Regions from separate parts of the Rattus norvegicus genome. Here all the other regions are linked to region 2. A link is a contact called in public Hi-C data. All regions are on one chromosome and are shown on one strand. The core of a region is the stretch at or near the end of the contact, and the rest is flanking DNA. Distances in the headings are between cores, read along the strand shown. Region 1 overlaps Park7 (Parkinsonism associated deglycase). Region 2 has its middle 27 kb from the start of Slc45a1. Region 3 holds the start of Errfi1 (ERBB receptor feedback inhibitor 1).

What was found. A called contact is a pair of places that touch in the nucleus more often than the background predicts.
Region 1: a contact with region 2 is called in a Hi-C map of liver, with 4 times the contacts expected there. The contact joins two enhancer-like sites. A contact is called at or near these places in 2 of 12 Hi-C or Micro-C datasets (the Rat2 cell line and liver).
Region 3: a contact with region 2 is called in a Hi-C map of liver, with 7 times the contacts expected there. The contact joins the promoter of Errfi1 here to the enhancer-like site in region 2. A contact is called at or near these places in 8 of 12 Hi-C or Micro-C datasets (Schwann cells, frontal cortex, hepatocytes and 3 more).

What each region holds. Positions count from the first base shown.
Region 1 is chr5:166,647,656-166,652,033 of GRCr8, forward strand. It overlaps Park7 (Parkinsonism associated deglycase), which reads right to left. Exons shown (of 7, transcript NM_001277250.1): 4 at 3,362-3,421; 5 at 2,610-2,679; 6 at 72-158. Among named protein-coding and RNA genes, the nearest start is that of Park7, 5.3 kb to the right of the region's middle. Within about 2 kb of position 2,281, at least 19 of the 93 cell types and tissues checked have an H3K27ac peak or open chromatin away from gene starts, as enhancers often do. A contact at or near this core is called in liver, where this site is marked.
Region 2 is chr5:166,437,187-166,441,406 of GRCr8, forward strand. No RefSeq gene overlaps it. Among named protein-coding and RNA genes, the nearest start is that of Slc45a1, 27 kb to the left of the region's middle. Within about 2 kb of position 2,320, at least 10 of the 93 cell types and tissues checked have an H3K27ac peak or open chromatin away from gene starts, as enhancers often do. A contact at or near this core is called in hepatocytes, kidney and liver, where this site is marked.
Region 3 is chr5:166,604,109-166,608,317 of GRCr8, forward strand. It overlaps Errfi1 (ERBB receptor feedback inhibitor 1), which reads left to right and starts at 2,733. Exons shown (of 4, transcript NM_001014071.1): 1 at 2,733-2,926.

The DNA.
Region 1 (4,378 bases), core at 1,031-3,530, 210 kb after region 2:
ATACCACACCGGGGAACCCCCCGGTTCTAGGACTCTGTCAGTGGAAAAGCACAGGGTACAGACATACTTACTGCCGTTCATCATTTTGTCCTTAGCCAATGGGTGCGATGTAACCTTGCATCCAAAGCCTACTTCGTGAGCCAGCAGGGCCGTAGGACCTAGGAGTAAGATGTAAGAATACGCATGAGAGGTTAGAGAGAAACCCTGTGCTGTAAAACCAAAGCACAGCCCTGTGAGCCCAGGGACATGGGAGGCAGAGGCAGGTGGATCTCTGTGAGTTCCAGGCCAGCCTGGTCTACAGATCCAGTTCCAGAGCGAGTCCCAGGCCAATGAAGACCACATAGAGGGCCCTGCTCCAGAAAAAGAGAGAAAAAACAAACCAAAACCGCTTAGCAGGAAAAGTATTCTTCTAAATCAAACACCTAGAGCGTGAATAGCCACCACTCTAAATACCATGGCTTACACAGAGCATCTGCAATGAGCCTATGTGAGCACATCTGGTAAGGTAAGCATGGCTGCCGTCCCGTCATGGAAAGCAACTAACCACTGTTTGTTTCTTTTTTTGGGGGTGGGGGGTGGGGGGGGAGTTAATGGCCTGATCACCACTGCCATCACCTGAGCCTCTGATGAAGACCATGCCAAGTTAGCTCTGGGAACTGGCAGCAGACAGGGCCCCCCCTCCCCGCCTCTTCCTACAGCGCCGCCTGGTGGACGCCTGAAGGACACCCAGCCAACTAGAACTCCTTGGGTTCCAGGTGAACCCTTACACCCCAAGCTTCTGACTCCCAGGGCCCCTTCCCCTGCAAACTTCCCTCTCTCTCCCTGACTCATCCTCAGGAAAGCCTCCCTGCAATGACTTTCTTCTGGACTCAGCAGCACCAAGGGTGAGGCGAACAACTGAGACCTCCTGCTGATGAAGACAGGCTTCATCACAGAGCTCCGTCCTCTGCCCGAGTCGCCCCGGTTTTTCTGTTTATCCTTCTGAGACGGTGACATAGGACTGCTAGTTTCTTTTTTTAACACTGACTAGGTTTGGAGGAAGGGCTGGCCCTCAGGCCTGACTGAGCACAAGCAAGCGAGCAAGCCAGCTTCAGCTGCCGACATTCTAGTCCATGACACGGAAGACGATGACACTGCTGTTTACTTTCAGCCAAGTCTAAGGAACAAACCCAGGCAAACCGTAGGGAGGCTGGTCACCCAGACACAGCGAAAGACTTCCCGTCCAGTCAGGACAGGACGGTTACGGATAGCAACCATCAACCAACAGAAACCCCTGAGCTGTGGCTGTGAGAGCTCAGGCCGGGGCCCTGTCAGGGGAGCTGATGTGCAGGGGCTCCCACTGGCTCTCTACTGTGCACTCAAGCAGCAATCCCTGGATCCCGATGCCCACAACCTGCCACTTCTGGGAGTAAGACTGGCTTCCCATGTGTGTTTTTGGTGCTGGGAACAGAGCCAGGACTTCCCACACGCTAGGCACATACAACTCAGCCATGCTAGGGCCTGCACTGGGGACTTACAACTTATCCTCACGTTTTCCCTTCTTTCTTTTCTTCTGTGGAGAGAGGCTCTCCTATGTGGCCTAGGGTGGTCTTAAACTCACAGTACTCCTGCTTCTACCACCACGGCACTGCGGTTATAGCTTGGTCTCCTAGCCGGTCCAAATGGGGAAATTTTTTTAAATTTTTATTTAATTTTATTTTATATGCATTGGTGTGGGGATGTCAGATTCCCTGGAAGTGGAGTTACTGACAGTTGTGAGCAGCCATGTGGTTGCTGGGAACTGAACTGCAAGAGCAGCCAGCGCTCTTAACTGCAGAGCCAACTCTCCAGCCCCAGGGAAAGTTTTAAAACAGCAGAGTATAGCATAGTGCCTAGCCTGAAAGATGGCTTCGACAGGTGCCGTCATCTCAACAAGACACAAATAGCCACAGAGGTCCCTGCATCACCTGCTTTGTCCCTTGGGGGGAAACCAGGGCACCAGAGCTAGGATAGAGTCCCTTGATCCCCAAAGAAACCATCCATCCCTTCAGTCACTGTCCATTTGTTCTGTGACCACTTCAGGCATCGGATGAGGAAGACGCCAGATGCCAGAACATCGCCTGATGTTAAAGCAACAGCATGGATTTTAAGTGGGCCAGGAAGCAAACGATCAGAGTTTCAAGGCTCAGGACATGGACGAAAGCCCTCATCTGAAGCAGGAGTGTTCAAGAGCACTCAAGCCAAGGCTCAGTCATGCCCTAGAGGCAGGCGAGCCCGGGGAGATGTGTGGCGTTTGTGCCGGTCAAATTCTTGCTGACTCTCCTGGCAGGCCTAACTGCTGGCACAGAGATGTGCTGGAACAAGCTGTCTGCTGGATTCCAGAAGCCTTATTTTCCCTGAGGTCAACCAAACAGGGAAAACACCGAACTTCACAGACAGCGACCCAGGGCACAGAGACAGAACGCTCAACAATTGGGCTCAGTGCTGCCGAGACAGGAGTTCATGCCACCCAAACCAAACAGCCAGTGTGGGCGCCTTTTGGCTTCATGAAGGCAAGCTGTGTGCAGTCAAGCCCTGAGAGACTGGCCAGTGCCTCAGCCGCTGCATGCCCCACACCCGCACTTACTCACCCGCACAGATGGCAGCTATGAGGCCCTTCCTGTTCTCCTGCTCCTTGAGGATCTCCTTCACCAAAGCCGACTAGAGAGAGAACCCAAACGCCAGTCACCACTGAGACTGTCACTCCCAGCCTAACTCACTTCTAGCCGTTTCCCAGAAAGCGCTCTAACCAGCTTCCCAGTGTGTCTGTGTTCTCAAGCCTGGTCAATGGCATTCACTCCAAGAGAAAGGCCCAATAAAGACTGGAAAGACAAAGCAAAGTCACTAAGACACATAACCCTGTCCTGTGCTCCAGAAGAGGCAGAAGTGAGGGGACACAGGGTTCAGCAGCTTCAGATGGCAGAGGGAAAAGACCCCCAGGAGGTACAGCCCACTCCCTGCTCCTGCCTCTCCTGCATGACTCTTCACATAGAGCTCGAAACAAAGAGCAATGGCTGCCTCTCATGTCATCCTGTCTGTGGTCCTGCAGCTGTCCTCAACCCCGATGACAGAGCAGGCAGCACCTTCTAGGCTTAACCCACTCTGCTGCTGCAGCAGCTGGGAAGCTTGCAGCCTTGCGCCAGTCCACACTCGCCAAGCCTGTGTGCAGCAGAGATCTGCAGCGCTGTTCTCAGAACTGTGTGGGCAGGCTGGACTCAGAGCTAACCTCTGCTGCTTCTCCTGTGCCTACAGCACATCCTGAAGCATACCAAGGCGACAAGGCAGAAGCTGTGAGTTTCTCCACAAGCTTTTTTTTTTTTTTTTGTGACAGTGCAGTTTTTACCTCAGATAAGTTCTGTGCACCCAGATTTCCTCCTGGAAGAACAACCACATCGTATGGTCCCTGTGAGTCGGGAAACAAAAGGGAACACTTCAGTTTTACTGTATTAAATGGCAGCCCAGTATCTGCCAAAGAACAGCATGTATGCCTGCGGGGTGTGAGGGGTGGGGTCTGGGGGTGGAGTTATATGAATCTCTGTGGTAGAGCACATTCTTACCATGCTTGAGGGCCTGGGTTTGACTCTAACACCAAAAAAAAGTAAGTGCCAGGCATAGTAGTGCACACCCATAGAAGGAGGTAGAAGCAGGAAGGTCAAGGGTTCAAGGCTACCCTCAGCTACTTACTAACTTTGAGGCCAGCCAGATACCAAGACCCTGTCTCAAAACAACAATAACAAACCATCCAAAATGAAACAAATAAAGGTGGTAAAGGTGTGCACCTTTTGTGGAACAAAAAAAACCACTGTAAACAAACAAAAAAATGCACTGACACGGGGCCCAACTGCCTCTAACTCCAGCTGCACAGGACCCAACACCCTACCTGTTCTCTGGGGTGTGTGCTGTGCGTGCTCGCTCGTTCTCTCTCTCTCTCTCTCTCTATATATATATATATATATATATGTGTGTGTGTGTGTGTGTGTGTGTGTGTGTGTGTGTGTGTGTGTTTTAAAATGCAGAAAAATCTGTGATGGAAAATGTACGGAAGGAAGCCCAGGGAGCATGTGTAGTGTAAATGTACCAGGGTAGAGAGGAAACAGCGCCAACCACAGGGCCTTAGGGAGCCACCACACTCATGTGCACCAAAACAAACAGATATTCATCAACACCACAGATGCTCGCAGACGAAATACACCCAGCAGTGGACAGGGACCAGCCTGAGATAAGAGGGGTGCTTTATATATGTTTATATATAAACTTTATATATAAACGTCTCTACCATGTGACTTTTTCAATAGAAAATACAGGCAGTGTACTTTTAATAGCTAAAAATAAAAACCCAAATATTAAAAGGCAAAGAAAA
Region 2 (4,220 bases), core at 1,070-3,569:
AATATTTGTCAAACTCTACTTGGCCCGGGCATATGTGAGTGCTTGGAACCATTGAACCATTGGTGGCACTCTTGCCTTGCTCTTGTGTGGATCACGGATAGTAATATTGGTATGGATTTGCTTACCAAATTTTGGGAAACTGGTTGGAAAGATCTGCACATAAGGTTTGGAAGGACACATTTAAAACCTGGTGGGGCACTGGACCAACAGAGGGCTGCAGCTTGTCTTTGCTACTTCATGGGTTCTTTTTTCCTCCCTCCAGCCCTCTGGTTTTACCTCCTAACACTAGACAGGAGAGAAAGAAGGGTAGAGAGGAAAGAGAGCCCTGAATCTTTTGTTTCTTTTGTTTCTTCTTTGACCTCAGCTACTAACAAACCACAACCAGCCTCCCTAAATGACCAGCTATCACCCACACACACTATCGGGGCCCTAGCGTTTATGTACCCTGTGAAAAGTTCTCAGAGATCCAAATGTCACACAGTCGCAGACGTTATCCACACCTGGCAGAACCACGCTTCTGTTAGAGCACGAGGCAAATCATGGTCAGCCGCTTCAGACAGTCCAAAGCAGCCTCGCATTCCTGGGACTAAAACGAAAGCACATTTTTTTTTAAAAAAAATGTATTTATTCATTTAATGTATATGAGTACACTGTTGCTGTCTTCGGACACACCGGAATGGGACATCGGATCCCATTACAGATGGTTGTGAGCCACCATGTGGTTGTTGGGACTTGAACTCAGGTCCTCTGGAAGAGCAGTCAGTGCTCTTAGCCACTGAGCCATCTCCCCAGCCCACACATTCTTATAATATGTCTGTGTTTTAAAAAGAAACCCAAATTCTGGAACTCTCAAAAAATGTCACCACGGAGGGCTGGTGATTCTACACATCGAAGAGATGCCGACATTCTCAGTACCCACTACACACATGACAGCAATTCCACTAGAAAAAGCAGAAATGCCAATAGGTCAAATTAGTTGCGAAACCAGGTTCCCATCACAGTATGACAGTGTGCAGTTGGCGAGAGTCAACTTTCAGAATCGGTACTGTGGGAGAAGACCCTAAAGTGAACAAGTCAATGATTATGTCCAGAAATATGTTCAATATCATCGCCCACTACACAGTCTGAAGCTAGCAGGGACTTTGTGAGATCCCCTTTCAAAGAATCAATCAATCAATCAATCAATCAATTAAAAATAGATCCAGGCAAACCCACATGAGATATGTGATGATATTTGAGGGTACGCAAATCACACTTTTAAGATAGTTTGTTGAGGGGTTGGGGATTTAGCTCAGTGGTAGAGCACTTGCCTAGCAAGCGCAAGGCCCTGGGTTCGTTCCCCAGCTCTGAAAAAAAGAATAATAATAATAAAAAAAAAGATAGTTTGTTGATGGCATTCCCCTGTCTCAGAGCTGGTTTACCTAATCTGAGATTTCTGTGCCTGACGCTCACACATCCATCCTTGGGACCCCTCCCCAAGTCCAGAGGTACTGAGCGAGGTGGGCATTCTTGTATAACAAGCCCGTGCAACTTGTGAACTAGTTAGTGTGAGACTGTGAACTAGTTAGTGTGATACTGAACTAGTTAGTGTGAGTCTATGAACTAGTTGGTATGTGACTGAACCAGTTGGTGACTTGTGAACTAGTTAGTGTGAGACTTGTGAAGTTAGTTAACTAGTTAGTGTGAGACTATGAACAGTTAGTATGTGACTGAACCAGTTGGTGACTTGTGAGCTAGTTAGTGTGAGACTTGTGAAGTTAGCGAACTAGTTAGTGTGAGACTATGAACTAGTTGGTATGCAACTGAACTAGTTAGTGGCCTGTGAACTAGTGTGAGACTGTGAGCTAGTTACTGTGTGATTGTGGACTAGTTAGCATGTGACTGTGAACTAGTTAGTGTGAGACTTACGAACTAGTTACTGAACTAGTTAGTGCAACTGTGAGCTAGTTAATGTGTGACTGTGAACTAGTGTGTGATTGTGAACTAGTTAGTGTGTGATTGTGAACTAGTTAGTGTGAGACTTGTGAACTAGTTAGCGTGCGACTGTGAACTAAAAGCAGAACATGGCACAAGTCAATAGGAGGCTGGCTAGAGGCACCTGAACTAGGGTCCCTCTAACCTCTGGACTTCATAAAAAATGAAGGAGACTTTTGTGTGATTACCGCTCCCCCTCCTGCCCCCATCACCATTACAATTATTTTGCTGACATCAGCAACACGACCCAGCGAAAGCAGAAGTCACAGGTGGAGGCACGCACACCTGAGTCCCTGTGACTGCAGCAACTTTCTCTTTCATAACTATTTCCAGCGAGCACCTCGAATTCTTGCTGCACGAATCAGGAATGCAGGCACCAGGTGTTTTATTTGTACAGCGTCCTCTGCCTCTGTTCCCAGAAGAAGGGACAGGGGACAGGACACTCTGTCAGATAAACAGTTGCCCAAGGTCTTGGGCAAGAGAAACTGGGACAGGAAGCAGACTGCTGAGTCTGCCCCAGGTAACCGCCTAATAAAATAAACAACCCCGTGGACAATGAGTGCCTGTATTCCACGTGACAAATGTTTACACCCAAGCGAGCCGTGTTTGAGAACCTTTCTCTGGGTGAACATTGACCTTTGCAGGCAAAACCCAGGGCTGATTTCCTAGGCGAGGTAATTGATTTTATTGGCTCAAAGCTGTGCTGTGAACAACAGAAATTGTTGTTTTTTGCAATTATAGAAAAAGTGATTCAGCAGCTCGGGACAGCCGACAGGCTGTGGGTCAACTTCCAATCAGAAAAAGGCCACACCGGGAATGGCAGTTTGAGGAAGATGAGGGCCCAGGGGTTTATTGAAAGTGAACTCAGCTGCTCCAAATGTGGGAGGAGAGACAGACCCTGCTGTGGGTCGATGAGCAGGCATGGCCCGCCCCCGCCCCCAGGATGCTAAGGCCTTGATTTCCAGGGTGTTGACTTAATAGAGCCCCCAATTTCTGTTACCTACTGTGCTGTACAGAAGCATCAACCAAAGATGCAGGGGAGACTGTTTGCGCCCAGTGACTGAGGTCAATCCACCTGCAGTGTTGGAAACCCTGGACCTGTCACTTCCCCTCATGTGTCCCCAGGGTATTAAAGATATGATGGCTTTCCCTCCCTCCACTTTTTTTTTTTTTGAGGTTTCATTTGGGCTCGTGGTTTAGTCCCTCCTGGCAGGAAGTGGGCTCATGGTTTAGAGAGACACAGTCCCTCGTGGCAGGAAGTCATGGTAGCTTGCGGCTCTTTCCCTGGGCACGGCTTAAATCTTGGCGGAACAGAAACAGAAACCCCGGGAAGATTCCACTGCACTGCTTCCTCTGAGCAATCTCAACCCTGGGGCTGGGATGTAGCTCATAGGCAGAGCCTTTGCCTGGCACAGTACAAATGCCTGGGCCTCTACCCTTGACACATTGTTAATTGTGTGGCATGCATCTATGGTCCCAGCATCTTGGAGTGTGCCTTTCCATGTGTTCTCCTCAGTTAAGACAGTTCTGGTCTTCAACGCATGAAGTCTTAGCATCTAGCCCTGCAGGGCCCAGAAACCCACAACCTTACACAGGTCACTAGACCGGAGAGCAGTTTCATCTGTGAGATTGAAAAGCTGGCTGAGGTGTCCTGAGCTTCCTTCTGAGGCTGCAGCTATGAGGTATCTATTTCTTGCTCACTTCTTCTCACAGATGTCTGGTAGAATCCAGACCAAACTGCTGCTCAGCCTACCCAGCTGCAGGAGAATCTCTGTAAGGAAATGGCAAGCCCCTCTCCCCCTCACTCCCCATAGCTTGTCTGGGATGCTTCAAGCTCCTAACAGGTGCTTGGATCTCAGGAAAAATGACAGGTGTCATTCTCCCTCCCCCAAGGAAGCTGACGAGTCTGTCTGCCAGACTCCAGAGAGAGACATGCCCCCCACAGTATGATGGGTACATCTCTATGAGACATGCCCCTCCTCACTTCCACACATCCATGAAGTCACATGTTACCACCCCAAATTCTCTCTCTTTTCCCTGCTGCCCGGGACTTGGAGAAGCCTTGAGTCCAGGAATCTTCCCCTTCCTCTGAGACCTATAAGAAGGGAATCTACCTGCCTCATGGGCTGGAATTCACCTCAGAGGCTCTGTCATGCTGCTGTCTGTCTGTCTGCCTGTCCATGGCATCAATAACTCTGCCATTAAATCTCACGCACCCCAAATTAGTCTGCTTCAGTGTCCCCCAT
Region 3 (4,209 bases), core at 1,483-3,982, 170 kb after region 2:
GTTGTTGCAAGTTTAAAGTAGATCCAAGGGAGAAAACAAGACTAATCATGTATTACTCAAGTGACTATGACTTTTTTTTTTTTTGATGATTTACCAAAACATTAGCACATCCTACAGCTCCCAAGTGCAGAATGAGTATCCTGTTGGTCTTCTTTCTCTCCAGAGGGGTGTGTCCCTCGGTTGCTGTGGTGATTATCACTGTTTTGTGAATAGGGGAATATAAAAGCATGCTAATAAGGCAAGAGCGCAAATTACAACTGCATTGTGGTAACTGGAAATAAGAGTAACTCAGGGTCTTCTCCGGTGAAACCAGGCCTCACTGACGTCCCCATTCAGTAAATACTCTACTTCCAGGGCTGCAAGGATGTTCTGGGGGAGATCTTACACACACACACACACACACACATACACACAGAGGGGATGACACACACATACATACATACACACACACATACACAGAAGGGATAACACACACATATACATACATACACACATACACACACACATACACAGAGGGGATGACACACACATACACACACATACATTGAGGGGAGGACACACACACATACATACACATACATACACACATACACAGAGGGGATGAAACATACACATACATACATGCACACACATACACACACATACAAACACATTGAGGGGAGGACACACACATACATACATGCACACACATACACAAACATACACACTCAAGGATACACACACACTGAGGGGAGAACACACATACACACATGGAGGAGAGAACACACATATACATATATACACAGGAAGGGGAAGAGACAAACATACACATAGACACACATGCACACGCACACGCACACGCGCGCGCGCACGCACACACACACACACACACACACAGGAGGAAAATAGCACAGAGTATGGGTAAAACAGAAATAGCAAAGGTAAGGGCACGTAAACTTTCTGTGACTTTCAAACCCTAGTCAAGCTGGATGTGCTGACTTCATGCCTGTAAATCTCAACGCTATGCAGGCCAAAGGATGACCAAGTTTGAGGTTAACTTGAGCTATATAGTGAGTTTTAGGCCCGCTTAGGCTACAGAGTAAAACTGTCTTAAAAGCCACCGGAACTTAAACAAGTAAATAATAAATGCCTAGTTAATTTGGCAATGACTAATTTCCACGAGATTAAAAATACTACCAGGTGAATGTCGGTAAAAAGGTGGGAGAATTGAATCACCAGGAGCGTGGGTGTGGAAGTGACCCGGCAGCCCCTACAGGCCAGTAGGGACCATCAGAAAGAGGGGATGAGCCTTCTAATATCTGAGTTTTCAGTCTTTTCTTTTTAAATATCCAGGGCTTCGGGCCTTGAATTCAAAATTAGGGCCTTTGAGTTCAATGAAAAAACAAATGTAAGTCAACCCTGGAAGAAGCAGCTCGGTTCGTGGGGCACAGAGTTAATAGTTAACCAGATAATGAGGCCAGCACCTCATTCCATATGTTAAACTGGCTCAGTTAGGTGGTGCCAAGCATATAACTATCAGGCATTCTTGCTGAAGTGTAGGAAGGGCTCTGTGTGCGGACCACAGAGGTCAGCCACAGGTCTGTGCTCTCTACTCTGTGGAGCGCCATTAGGGGAATTTGTACCAGTTCAAACTGGAGGGCTTCTGTCTGTTTGCTTTTTCTTCTTGAACTACTCTTGGTTTATCATTGTATTGTTTATTTTACGGTTAAACTGTAAACCTAAGTTGCATCACCGGATTTCTGCCCCCAAGAAACCCTCCTCCCTGTGGACTTGATGGCGTTTTGTCCTTGGGCCTCAGCGGCCACCCTGGGGCCAAAAGACATGGAGAACTGTACTTTGACAGGTAAGCCAAGAGGGCTGGGGGCAGGTTTGAGGGAGGTGCCCAGGATCAGCCTAGCCTTGCTGGAGGCCAAGCCAAGTGCAGAGGAGCCCGGAGTGAGGCCTCCCTGATCCTGCCCACACAGCATGGCCCACTGCTCCGTCCCCTTTGTCCTTCACCTTCCTGTGCTGTCCCTCACCTTGCTGTTCTTCCCTTAACTACCATTATCAGTTGGCAGGGTTCTCAATATGTCCTGCAGTGGCTCTCAGGGCTCCTCACCCGCCCCTCCATCCCTTATTGTCCTTAGCCAGGCACTCTCTGTCCCTTCTTGTCTTCAGATGCATGATGTCCCTCAATGCCCCTCAGGTCACTGCCCTCTCTCTCTCCCAGACCCCACTTTCTTCATGGTTCTCCATCCCTGGCTGCAGCGCCTTGACATCGTCCTTCACGTCTCGCATCATCACAACAGTCCCTCGTTGATCCTCACTGTCCCCCTCCGTTCTTCATCACTCTCCTCGCCATCTCTGGACTCTCCCTCGCTGTACCTCGGGGTGCCCTTCTCCTCCCCAAGCCCCAATTGCCCCGCTTTCAGGGCCTCTTGGGCCCAAGCGCATCTCAGCATCACTACCCTTCCCGGGTTGGAAACAGGGCCGCTCACAGCCTTCTGAGGAAAACCCGGTGTCCTTAGGCTAGGCAGCTCACACAGAAGCGGCCCAGGCAGAAACGTCCCCTCAGGAGACGAGGATGCCAGCGCCACCCGGCGGGCCCCACGCAAAGGCTTCGATAGCACCATCGCCCCTTTAAGTGGCCGTCCGTCCGGATTGGCTGCGCGGAGGAGGCGGGGCGGCGGGCGTCGACGTCACGTTGTCGGCTCGCCTTATAAATACGGGCGTCGGCTGCGCCGGCGTCGGCGGCCGAGTGCGAGGCAGAGAGCGAGATCTGTACGGTGTGCGAGCGAGGGCGATCACAGCCTGCGAACAAGCAAAGAAAGAGAGAGCGAGTGAGCGGCGAGGCGCCTGCGCGATGCTCGGGCCCCTGAGCCCGCGGCCCTGAGCTAGCCGGGACGGACATGCGCGGGAGGGCGCCGCGGGGCCCCGCTCCCCTGGGGTAAGGCGTCGGGAACCGCGGGATGGGGGCGCGGAGGGCCGGCGGTCGGCCGACTGCGGGCTGGAGCGGGAGCCACCGGCGCGCCGCTTCCCGGGATGGGCCGGGGCGCGTGAGGAGCCGCGGGTGCCCTCGGCTTCCCGCCGGGGCCATGCACGGGCGAGCACACGACACGTCTCCACAGCCTGGGGCTCCGGAGCGGCGGCTCCAGGGTCTTACCCGCGCAGCTGCGGCCGGGGGATGCGGTGGGGCTGCTGCGGCCCCTTCCCTCTTCCCTTTCACCCCGCGCAGCCTCCGGTCCGGCCCGGAAAGCTTCTGCGGGAAGCTGTTGCGGGCGAGCTCGGAGATTGCTAGTCTCTGGTTGGTACCAGTTCTGAGTCTCGGTGCGACTCAGCGACGAAGGTCATTCCTCCTCCTCTTTTTTAATTCATCCGAGTTGTTCCGTGGCCTTTTCCTCTCCAGAAGCGTGGTTCTTTGCCTTAAGTGACTTAAATTTATTACAGAAGGAATGAGAATGCAGACAGAACTGTTCAAACGCCAAGGCTCCTTGGTAGTCTCCTGTATTTATACGTATATCGTATCTTTGTTCAAATTAATCGTGATTGGTGGTGCTGGATGGGTGCTTCCTCGGACTTTATTAGGGTTTCATCATTGCTTGAAAGAAACCAGTCTCCTACCTGATAAAAATGTGAATAGATTGTTAGTCATAAACTTAAGTGTAGTAAGAATAGAGACTGTAGCTTTAAAAGAGATGTGACGGGAGGTACACCTGCAGCACTGGTAGGGCAGGACCGGTTTCCAGGCAACTGTCAGGGGTGAAGAAAGGTGAGGTATAAATTGCTTTTCTTTCTTTCTTTTTTTTTTTTTTTTAAAAAACCTCCTGGAAAAAAAAAAGGTTATACTTCCTTAAGTCTATACAGGTGTAGTGGATATGCATCTATTGAAACTGGAACATTTTTGAGTTCACTGTGTCGGCTCTTGCCAAAAAAAAAAAAAAAAAAAAAAAAAAAGAACTTTCTTAAAACGTGGAGTTTTTAAGAGTTTACCAAAGTGGAGACCAAAGATAGTCTGGATACCCATATCAGCAAAAGAGCAAATTTTGTAAAGACAAAAAAATAACAAGCTGGTTTCTTACTAACCTGTCAACTCTGGGTGATTGTCACCCCATCCCTTTTGGATTATTATCAGGTTTGAGATGAGTTAATGAAGGATTTTTAAAAAGAGGCTGGACACTATCTGTCGTTGCCTTGACGACCTCTCCTGTGCTCTGGTGGGCATTTGCTGAT